Linked DNA regions of Sus scrofa: region 2 is linked to region 1. The links are chromatin contacts, called in public HiChIP or PLAC-seq maps. All regions are on one chromosome and are shown on one strand. Each heading gives the region's core, a stretch centred on a gene start, on an enhancer-like site or on the middle of the called end of the contact. The rest is flanking DNA. Distances are from core to core; before and after follow the strand shown. Region 1 holds the start of LOC110257883 (lysine-specific demethylase 5D-like). Region 2 holds the start of LOC110257894 (gamma-taxilin-like).

Evidence for each region. HiChIP or PLAC-seq counts read pairs in DNA pulled down with a chosen protein or histone mark.
Region 2: a contact with region 1 is called in an H3K27ac HiChIP or PLAC-seq map of alveolar macrophages. The contact joins the promoter of LOC110257894 here to the promoter of LOC110257883 in region 1. A contact is called at or near these places in 1 of 47 Hi-C or Micro-C datasets (embryonic fibroblasts) and 1 of 2 datasets of contacts at active chromatin or transcription factors (alveolar macrophages).

The regions. Positions count from the first base shown.
Region 1 is chrY:39,580,699-39,583,674 of Sscrofa11.1, forward strand. It overlaps LOC110257883 (lysine-specific demethylase 5D-like), which reads left to right and starts at 1,555. Exons shown (of 30, transcript XM_021080883.1): 1 at 1,555-1,973; 2 at 2,098-2,266. The coding sequence starts at 2,117.
Region 2 is chrY:39,789,184-39,791,975 of Sscrofa11.1, forward strand. LOC110257894 (gamma-taxilin-like) reads left to right here and starts at 1,378. Exons shown (of 10, transcript XM_021080891.1): 1 at 1,378-1,566.

The DNA.
Region 1 (2,976 bases), core at 305-2,804:
TTCAGTATTGTTTAATAACCTATATGGGAAAAGAATCTTAAAAAGAATAATATATGATGTACATAATTGAATCAATTTGCTGTACATCTGAAACTAACACAACATTGTAAATCACCTACATTCCAATAAAATTAAATATATATATATATAATAAATATGAAACAACAAAATAAGTGGGTTATATTCATATCAGTTTCCTGTCTGAAATATTATACTATAGTTTTGCAAAAATTTTAGAGATTCTTATATCTTGTTCCTAGAAAAATCACTAAATGGTGACATCTTCTCCTTGTGACTAGCAGAAAGCTTCAGGACCCTAGCAGCATGATTGCTTGGTTGCAGTCACTTCCCCCTCCATCAAAATCATGTATGAACTGACCTTCCCCCACTTCCTCTTTGGAGTGGTATTTCAGAGCTACATGAAATGCTTCCTCCTGTTCTATAGTCCTAATTTTTCCCTAAATAAAAACTTAGCTTATAACTTTCACAGTGTGCATTTGTTCCAGTCATCTCTTAGCATAATATTTTTGAGGTTTATTCATGTATCTGCACATTCCTTTTTAGACCTATATATTCTATTGTGAGCACATTTAAAAACATTCCATCCATCTTTTGTTGGGCTAGTGGGTTGATTCTCCTTTTAATTTACTGTGAATAGTGCTTCTTTGCAGAACAATGCTGACTCACATGCTTTGAAAAACTTGAGGTTTCTGGAGAAGACAGGTTGGGGGTGGAGGGATGGGCTGGGGGTTTGGGATGGACATGCTATAAAATTGGGTTGTGATGATCATTATACAACTATAAATGTAATAAAATTCATTGCGAAAAAAGAAAGGTTTGTAAAGAAAATTGACCATAATAATGCTATCCAGTGAAAGAGTAACACAAAAAAAAAAGCGGCAGGTTTTTGTGATCTCAGGAACCCCTTAAAACTAGGCTTTTCAGAGGTTTATAATGAGAGTTTGCAGTTATATTTCCTTACCAATATAGGATTAATTTGAGAAATGGGAGAAGATATTTTATTTGTTCTTTAGCATTCAGTACCCTTGTATACTTGGTCAGTGTATTTTTTTCAAGAAGTCTGTGTGCTTTAAGAGAAAGCAACCAGTTTTTATTTCTTTGTAAACATATCAGTCTTAAGAACTTTTGTCATGTTTCCTTCAGTTGATAGGGTGGATAGTTTAAAGTGCTGCAACGAAGGGGTAAAGACATTATCTCAGTTTGTGTTTGAAATCGTTTTTTAGTTGAGCGTCTTCCTTAATAGCTTTTAGGATTCGCATATTTGGTAAAAATTTTATGAAAACATTTAGAAGTTCTTTTCTGGCTTTGAGTTTTTTTTTTTTTTTTTTTTTTTGGTCATGAAGGAAAAAAATTCCTTTTGCAAAAATCCAGTAGTTAAAAATGTGCGCAGAAGACGTGTCGTGACTGAGCAATGTTCATGAAGATAATTTATACTGTTTGAGCACTGTAAAATCGTTTACGGGTTAACTACCTATTAAGCTAATGTCAGACACGTAACTGATAATGTACTAAGGTTCCAGAAACATGTTTTAGTTCTCGCATTCCAGTCCTCAGGGTTTCCAGAGTTAAGGAGAAGGCGGAGCATAGCGTTGGATTTTTGGAAGAAATCCTTCCCAAAGAAAACCTGCTTGCAGACATTGTCAGCTAATGCGCGGGCGTAACATGCGCAGCAGAGACAATTTTAAAAGATCCGGCAGCTTTCCTGGTAATTGGCTGTTTCCTTTAAAATTTTTGAATTTTTTAATATCACACCAAGAGGCTAGCGCATGTTGACTTTATGGTAGTGAAATGACTCCTCCAATCTAAACTTTTTCTTGGCATTCAGAACATCTTTAAGATTTGGAGATAACCGCAACGCCTGAAGAATTCGTGCGCGGAGTAAGACAGTACGTAGAGGAACCGGAAAAGCTCGAGGCCAAGATGGTGGTTGTAAAACGCAGCGTTGACGATTGGTAAGGGGCTACTTAGGTTAAAATAACTCTGGAGTTTGGAAGAAAATAACGTGTCTTTGGGAGATAGCTTTTACCTAGGAAGGACCTATGCAACATTGGAAAAATACCAAACCGTATTTTACAGATTAGCTTTCGGAACGAACATGGAACCTGGCGCGTACAACTTCCTCCCCCCTCCGGAGTGCCCGGTGTTCGAGCCTACCTGGACAGAGTTCAGTGACCCGCTTGGCTACATCGCTAAAATCAGGCCCATCGCTGAGAAGTCGGGTATTTGCAAGATCCGCCCACCCGCGGTAAGCCTGTGATGCAAAATTTAGAGTGAAAGTTCTTTTTATATTGAGCGCAGGGTCAGTTTGCTGTGTTAACAAGCCCTTACTTTAAAATTAAGTGAATCCTCTACGTAGCTGCTAATTTTTTATGTTGTAAATGTCTTACCAAAACATGTAGTCTGAAAACTTACTGTTGGCAGACCCCATGAACTAATAAATATGTATTTTAATAGCAAAAAGAGCCGATTAAATTTTGGTTCTGGGCTTTGCGAAAATTAGGACTTTTTGTACTATTTGTCTTTTATACTTGCCTTGAAGGACGTTTTAATGTATTTAGAAGTATTTCAGATGTAACTGAAGGTCTTAAGAAGTTACGTGAATTCATGCTACCGGGCCTTCGTGGTTTTCATTTTCTGGTGCATCTTGTGCCATGTCTGTAAAAATGATACTTTAAAATACTAGCCAGTGTGACTCCCTACCACCAGTTAAAGTGCTCTTATTTCGTTTGGAGGCCTTCCCTCTTGCTATGGTATACAGAAAACTGCACATTTGTAATGCTGTTTTGTTTGCCTGAATTCTGTATGCAAACTGAAATAGCTTATTAACAGTGTATACTAAACAACTAACACAATGTCGAGGTTATATGTCCACTTACTGTGCAACATGCTGTTCATCTTCAGCCTGACAGCATTATTTTCTTTCTGTTTGAATGTTGTCCCCCACCCCCCATAGTA
Region 2 (2,792 bases), core at 128-2,627, 210 kb after region 1:
AATGGTCAAAGTTCTGGTGAAGGGGCAGAATTCTGCACAGGTGTTGCAGCCAGAAAACTCAAATTCTGAAAGCCAATACTCTTTTGCTTTTTGCAAAGTACATACGTACCTCAGAGATCCTGCTAGTTTTATTCCAAATCATTGAAATATAGTAAGGCTAGCACTAAAGGAAGTCACAGACATTTTTTGTTTGTTTCCCATTGTGATTAAATTTATTTACTCTATATTGTGGCTTAAGTGTCCAGTTCCATTACATCTAAAACTCAATGTATGATCATTAATTAAAATTTTTTTCTGCTAAATTATGCTAATAATTGTATGCACCAAGTTGTAGTAGTAATATCAAAGCTAATTGACCACTGATAATCACAAAAAAAAATAGAAACATTGAAATTGGTTGAGTATTCACCTGATGCAAGTCGAACCCCATTATTTCTTCAGCACACATTAGTGAAGAATTGCTATTCACAATCGCAATCATGGGTGAGACACGAGTGGCTCCATAGCAGGAGGAGGACACTTTTACAGAGAGGAAAAACAAGTTGGGAAACAGTCCATAGGTTTTCATTCATGGTTGCCTATTCGCTAGGAAAGAGGACTCCCTTCTTCCCACTTGGCTTTTGGTGTGGTCTCAAGATGTGAGGGCTTTCCTTTGCAGTCTGTAATTCCACTTAATTGAGGTTTCTGTTTATTATTACTTTTTTTTAAATCACAGAAGGCAAGATGAGAGCAAATTATGTTGGAAAACAGTGCCAATAATTTGTCGGGTGCAAGAATGCCACAAACCTTCAATTTGTAAAAAGATGAAATATCTGTGAAGCACAATAAAACAAGGTATACCTGCACTGCCCTGGTAATTTAAGAACAATAAGAGATAAGGCCACTAAAAAGACATACGAAGAAGAGCAAAACAGGACGTACAACTATTCTCACCTGATCCTGAATTTTGCCTTTTTAAACAGTAGAATGCTTTATAAAAGCTCTCGGGCATAGAGTAGTAAATCGCCTATAGAAAACTACAAGTCCCATCAAACTGCAAAGCACAACCACCATCATACTCTCCTGTTCTCAGAATGCTACCCTCTGCCTTCAACCCAAACCTGGCCGGTAAACTATCATTGAACAGTTTGTGACAGGGTGGTTCATTATCCACTCCTGCGCAAACTCACGGGGAGGAGCCTAGGTAGGGGTGGGAGGGCGGGGATATTTTTCTTTGCCTTTTGGTCCGGAAGCCTGTACCAACCTCCGATGCTCCCCACCCCCATCTCTCTTGACCTCTCTGCGCAGATCCCGTCACGTGGAGAGCGCTACTTCAGCGATTGGCTCTGGGACTTGTTAGCTTCCAAGCTTCCGTCTTGCGGGTCATACTGGCGGATTTGAATGCTTTCGTCACATTTTGGCGACGCGAGTAGCCAGCGCGGGGTGGAAGTAGCTTAGCCGGCGCTCAGCAAATGGTTGAGGCCGGGCTGGAAGGACGCTTACGCAACCCAAAGCAAATCAGAGTTGACACTAGGCTCTGGTGGCGGTGGCGGCGGCGGAGCGTGAGGGAAAGTATAACCTGTACAGGTTTGCCTGTTCACTCTTCGGTTACTTTAATCGAGGGACAGACATTCGGCGTTTTCTCCGGGGGCTGAGGGGGGTGACGACAGTGGGGGAGGTATAGTTTATGTGGGAGGAGGAGGTCCGTATTCGAATAAAGTGATGGAGGGGAAGTGGGGTTTGGGTTGCGTGGCTTGGGGGAATAGACGGCGTAGGAAGGGTAATCATGTCTATGATCCAGTGGGTGGGATGCCTTAGTGCCCTAGGCATGACAACCACGTGCACGGGGCGCCTAGGGGTTCGCGGGAGCCTGAAGTCTTCTCTACCAGCCTCCGAGGTCCCAGTGCTCGCTGCGTGGGGCGCCACCCTCGGTAGACTGGGGACGAAGACTCGTCCTCTTCGGTTTTGGTGAGTGTACATACAGGTTGCTCTGCTGTGTGAGTTAGGGCTGAGCAGGCAGGACTCTTGCGTAGTTAGATAATGGCTTGCGGACTAAGGCTGAGATGCACCTCCCTTTCCCATACCTTCCTTTGCTGCTCGCCCCCGGGCTCTTAGTGGGTAGCAGTGGCGGACCTCTAGGAGCTGCCTGGTTCTGGAGCTTCCACTCAGCATCACCAACCACAGCAAAGCTCGGCAATCGGGATGCGGAGTTGATGCCTAGGCATCAACTTGTCTATTTCTTTTTTGTTTTTTAAACCATCTTCCTTCCTCTTTTCTTTGACTTTGGTTTTTGCTTGAGCTCCTCCCAAACGCTGCCTTTACTTGTCTTGCTTAAAGTGCTTTTCCTTGTCTAACTGGTTGCAGAGAATCGAGATCTCCTTCAGAATGCAAAAATCCCACTTGTTCTGGGCCGAGTTTGTAGAATTACAAAGTTTACACAACGACCTGGATCCATACAGGTATATGGTTTTGGGAGCCCTGAAGTTGAAATTGCAGGCAGAGGGCCTGGCATAGTAGAAACCCTTTTTCTTTCTATGTTCTTTTGAACATATTGAAGGGTTCACTTCTGTATGAAGCTATAAAATATTTTTTTTAACCTGTAAGGTAAGCTTCAAAAGGTCCAGTTTACGTATGAGCAAAGTCTCAAGAATGAACTTTTTTTGACCTGTTTGTGACGTCAGATATTGTGACTTTTCTGTATGAAGGTGTTAATGCTTCACAGCTTTCTTTTTCTCTATGATTTCTGGAAGAAAGTTCCGGTATCTGGGGGTTTAAAACAAACAAAAAACTGGATGCCTCTTACTCTATCAAAT